Regions from separate parts of the Columba livia genome. Here region 1 is linked to region 2. The links are chromatin contacts, called in public Hi-C maps. All regions are on one chromosome and are shown on one strand. Each heading gives the region's core, a stretch centred on a gene start, on an enhancer-like site or on the middle of the called end of the contact. The rest is flanking DNA. Distances are from core to core; before and after follow the strand shown.

Region 1 (2,700 bases), core at 113-2,612, 230 kb after region 2:
CCTACTGCACTCATTTTACTCTGGCAGCAGGACAGTGGCTCATCTCGCCGCCCGAGGACTCTGCCAGATGGCACCCGGCTATCACACCACTCACCACTCAGACTCCAGCCTGTCTATCCACAGCAGCAAAGCCAGGGAGCTGCGATGCCCACTCAGCCTCTGGCTGTCGTATCTTCACAATGCGAAGGTTATAACCAGCAGAGGCAACCTAAAGTGGCTGTGAAGAGTTCAGCACTCAGTTTTCCAGCACCAGTCCAGAAGAACAAGGGTGCTGCATTAGAATGATTTAAACCTCTTGCCTATCCAGAACTGTGCTTGGTGACACAGGACATCCCTCCCCACTGTCCTTCTCCAGCAGGCATGTCTTTGCCATTGTCTAGGCTTTCCAGCATTTAATCCAAAATTGCCTACAGAAGTCTTTCAAATTTCATGGTGGATTTTAATCATTTAAATAAACACACTCCTCTTGCTCAGGAAATATATAGCTCAGCATACATACATCCCCAAAAATGGGTTAAGAAACACCTTATTCATTATGCAAGTTGTTGAAAAGCATTGGAAAGTGAAATTGCTATTGCTCCATTATTTCCACTGGTTAAGTGGATAGAAAGACAGGAAGGTTATGTTTCTCTGAGCTTTTTCATTCACTGTTTTATGAAGCACTAAGGCCTCCCTTGCTCTGTAAGAACTTACTGAAGTGCCTATTTTTGTTAAGACACTTGCTTTTTAAAATAAGGTGTAAGCTCAAGCATACATACAGTGATGAGCCTAGGTGGCTGCTTTGACATTCAGACTGATCACTTGTGAAAAATGACAGTTCCCATTTGGCAATTTTTTTGGCTGCCAGGGCAAGAAAACAGTTTGAAGTTCAACTTGATTAACTTAACTTGAAGACAAATATACAAAATAGAAGTAACACTAGTCAAATGCAGTATAGAATAGAGAGCAAGATCGGATTTTACAGAGCTTTTAAGAAGGTCAGAGTTTGCAAATCCTAAAAACGCATTTGAAAACAGAGACCAAACTTTCCAGCATTTACAGGTTGATAAAACTGTTCCTGTCATACTCAGGATTTATGAGCATGATTTGCTGAACTGCAGAACAAGTAATGCTACAGGATGTGAGATTTCATTACCAAGAAATAAGATCAGGAATTGGCTGTGACAGAGAGGTGAAAACAGATCTTCCACCTATAAAAGCTCAAGTGTACTCTGCATTTTGCAGTCTAGACAGACCACACTGTTTTCTCATCAGTTCTTTCTGCTACACTGGAGCACTTGCTTTTAAATGAACTCTGTCCTGCTATCAAGCTGTGAAGCAGTATAAAAATGTAGGCCACATCTCCCATTAGCAAGATGACGCATTGCAGAGCATACAACAGGAATCCTCAGGGAATACTTTGGGATTAGAAGTGAAATACCGCACAGATGGGACTGTTGGGTAAGGGAATTCCCTCTGCCCCATATAGGGCTCAGAACATTTAGAGCTTTTACATCAGTAGGCAAGATCAGGCCATTTTACCTTGTAAATATTTAAAGTACAGGCAAAAATTCATGACATACTTAAAAATCTGAAAAGATAGGACAGTTACAGAGGTACAGTTACTTGTGTTGTTCTTTTTTTCCCCTCTTAAGTACCAAATATTCAGTAACTTCTAGGGAAGCTGAAGAGGTTTGCTAACATATACAGAGAAAGACTGAGTTCTCATGCAAATTGTTAGAAGCTAAAGATCAAGTCCTATTTCTTGTCTCCATACTATCCTAGGATTGAACCACAATTACCTCTCTGGATACAGCGCCTCTCTTAGCCATCAGCAGCTAAAAATCTAGATTTGCTCTCTGGCAGATTACTAGAGCTCCAGCATTGCCTGCTGTTGAGAAACAGGTCACACAACCTCTAAAGCAAATAAAGCTGCCAGACAAGTCCTGAGAATGTTCATGGGAAGACACTGTGCCTTTCCGTCACAGCTTATCTAGCCATTGTTGTCCTCAGTATGAAGAGATCAGGTATCCAGAGGATTTGCAAATGCACAGAGGGCAGCAACATGTTAACTCCAGCTGAATGCCAAGGGGAGCTGGACCTGACTTGTAAAACCCCAACCTGACATGCCAGTGCAAGGTGTTAGCAGTATGGTACCAAGCTCATTGTTCAAGTGATCCATGAGCAGCTTCAGGTTTCCAGAGAGATGCTCGAGTCTAGCCATCATTTTCATACTTGGAATTGGATTTTTAAATGCTTGTATGTAACTCATATAGGAATCTGTGAGCCTCTTTCTCAATGAACATCTCCCTTCAGCTCCTTGCTGATCTAACATGCTTTCTCAAAGTTTTGGTGTCTTTTGATTATAACAGATCTAACCGATTTATGAGATAAGTGTGGAGTCCCAGAACGGAGTCAGAGTTTGCAAGGTCCCACCGAGTACATGCCTGGTGCCTCACACCGGGGTCACTGCTGACCGCTATTTGCCTGGGGTGGTCCACAGATCCCAGCGCCACAGGCTCCGCACAAGCTCCACAGGCAACCTTTTTGCAGGGTACCACCACAATCACTTTTTGGCCTCTTAATAGGAAACATGAATTTGTGTTGCTGCAACTGAAAGCCATCACATCTTGTCCCACCTGACACAGACAAGATTAAACCCTTCTTCTAGGAGGTCTTGAAGACTTGTTTCACTCTTGGACTTTTTTCTCCCCTTTAAGG
Region 2 (2,807 bases), core at 84-2,583:
AAAAGCATCTCATTCCAATTATAATTTTAGATGTTGCATACGATGTAAGTCAGTACAAGGCACTTTGAAAGGCAATTTCAGAATTTTATTTTGCCATTTTTTGTATTTTTAATTATAAATCAAACTTGAGCATTTAGACATCTTCCAGCGAGGATGGAAAGTCTATTTTGAAGTCAGTGCTGCTGAGGTTTGTCAGTATGTTATGCAGATGTGAAGTCAGCACCTTACGTAGTATGGTGGAGGAGTTTGATTGCAGGAATTAAGATAAAATAGATACTAAAACTGCAGGACCTGTTTTAACCTTGGTCAGACCTTAGTGGATGGCTGTTTCAATCTGCCTACCTGTAGCTGAATCTGAACCAGAGTGCTGTTAGAAATGTTACAAATCCTAGTGTAGAGTCTTGGGACTCCATCATCATTGGGCTTCCCCACGTTATGGAAGGTTTGAGTTTTGATCAGCTGTCACTGATACAGAAATGTGAGGAAAGGTTCAAAGAGGGTTCAAAAAAAGACAGGATTGATCCAAACACAAGGAAAATAACTTGACAGTACTAGAGCACCAGATAATATATATGCTTAGAATACAGTAACCTGGAAGAAATCATCCTGTTGTTATAAAATGAGAGAGAAGTGCTGCATTACCTGATGGATCTTCTGGTTTCCAGCATCTGAAAGCCACAGTCAGAGTGGTAGGCAATGAAATAGCAAGGGAAAAACAGGAGTGGTTACCCGGTTCCTCCTTTTGGGTACAAATGGAGAGGATTTGGGTGTTGTATCTGGCTGTGTCATTGTTTGGGGACTAAACTGAGAAGTGTGTGTCCTAGTTAATTTTTGGGTCTGCTCCTGGCCGGGTGCTGAAATGTCCCTGCAAAGATCAGGCTGTAATGTTACTAGCTGGATTTTGACAGCACAATTGTGGCAGTGCCCATGAGGAGAAGCACTGAGGGAGTAATTTGTCACACAGGTCACTTCAGTATCCTTAATAGAAAGCTTCTAGCACATGATTAACAAAGAAGAAAGTAGCAGTACAATTGCTTCTTTGTATTCAGCAGATGTTTCCCAAACTAAGTAGTAAATTCTTAAAACCTACACCATGAGCTAATCTTCCCTGGAGTAACAACCTCTGCTATCTCAGAATAGTTATGATTATTACTATTGCATAAATAGAGAGATGCCCCAGGGATCAAGGGTTCATTGTGTCAAGGTGTGCAGTATATAGAGCATGAGAGGCCACCTGATGGTAAGAGATTCAACCTAAATGGAAAGACAGCTGAAAGAAAGCATTGCAGAATGCTGGAGTCATGTAGTATCTCACTGGCCTTTGCTTAACAGGCCTTACTCTGAAACACAGCTTTCACATTGCCCCGCTTTCAAATTCCTAAAAAATCCTTTTAGAAGAAATAAGGCAGAGGTTAATAGTAGCTTTACTTTGAAATCTGCTTATGCTTTACATAACATAAAAACCTGCCTGTCTAGGTTAGATGTCTGCTCAGTTCTGGGCCAACTTGTATGAGCATAACAACTAAGATTCAGTCTTAAACAACAGAAGGTCAACTGAATTCCATTTATTCAATTTCTTTCAACTCACAGAAAGAGTGGGGGGGAAAGAAATCACCGCAGAATAGTGTGACACTCAAATGGTGAACTTCTCATGTAATTTCATAGAGTTCAAACAGAGTTAATTTTAGCCTGTTCATCCACAGTCTCTACTTTGGCATCAAGTACAGCCTTTTCCTATTCCAAAGGAGAGAGTTCACCCTATGGGGAACACTCCCATGGCCAGAGGACAGCCTCTGACAGATCTTTCAGCAGCTACGAGGAACACTTCAGCTCTTCAAGGGAGTGCAGCCAGCTGTGACGGTCTGTATAGATGATTCTTGCGCGTTGTGGGGTTTTGTGTATGTTTTTTGGTTTCGTGTTGCGTGGGATGTTTTTTTTTCGGTTTTGGAATTTTTTTTTGTTTTGTCCCACAGCCCTTCTTTCAATAACTGGGAAAACTTCCATAGATTTAGAATCTGCATTGTAGCTGAAAATTAGTCAGCCTGGGTTGTGCCAGCATGTAGCTCTGCTGGCCACGCTCGTGTGCTGCTCTGACGCTGCCTGCTACTCATCCCACTCCTCAGAGGCCAAATGGGGTGTCAAACACAGACACAAATGTTTTGGTAACACAACTACCTCTTTCAGAGCTAGTTTGAGTCCCTTGGCACAGCACCACATCATATATGTATGTGTTTGCAACCCAAAATATATTATCTTGCGTAGCTACCAAACTGCATGACATAGTCATACCCAGCTAGCTCCCTGCTTTCAGTTCTAGTTCTTTCATTATTGTTGCTTTCCACATTTGTCTCTAGTCTTAGAGGAGTATCTGCAGCTTTGTTTCCTGCAGAGAAAATGCTAGTTTGAATTCTTCCCACTCAAGAAAGATCTAAAGCATCACTGAGTCAAAGGCTTTCTACCCTGAATCCAATAGACTTCAGGTGAGATCCTAAAACTGCCTGTGCTGCATTTTCTTTTTACTTTAACCACACTTAGATTACTTCCCTTGTAGTGTTTTTTAGCCCTTAGTAGCACTTGAGAAAAGTTCCTGTTTAATACTGTATGTTATTGTCTTTAATGTGCCAATGACTCTGTCTTCTGTATCACTGAGGATGCTGAAAAAGATGCCTGGAGACATACCCCTCTTTTCATATTTCAAATTCATATTTATTCTTTCTCTGTTTACAGTATTTAGAGAAACATTAGTTTGCATGACATGGCTCCTATCTGAGATTATTTGAATCCATTTTGAGAGGAAGCTGTGTGTA

Evidence for each region. Hi-C and Micro-C count contacts between places; a contact is called where the count stands out from the background.
Region 1: a contact with region 2 is called in a Hi-C map of liver, with 2.8 times the contacts expected there. The contact joins two enhancer-like sites. A contact is called at or near these places in 2 of 2 Hi-C or Micro-C datasets (crop and liver).

What each region holds. Positions count from the first base shown.
Region 1 is chr3:91,555,314-91,558,013 of bColLiv1.pat.W.v2, forward strand. The region is part of intron 10 of TTC7A (tetratricopeptide repeat domain 7A); the gene reads right to left. Among named protein-coding and RNA genes, the nearest start is that of TTC7A, 48 kb to the right of the region's middle. Within about 2 kb of position 1,363, at least 1 of the 3 cell types and tissues checked has an H3K27ac peak away from gene starts, as active enhancers do.
Region 2 is chr3:91,323,553-91,326,359 of bColLiv1.pat.W.v2, forward strand. No RefSeq gene overlaps it. Among named protein-coding and RNA genes, the nearest start is that of CALM2, 51 kb to the right of the region's middle. Within about 2 kb of position 1,334, at least 1 of the 3 cell types and tissues checked has an H3K27ac peak away from gene starts, as active enhancers do.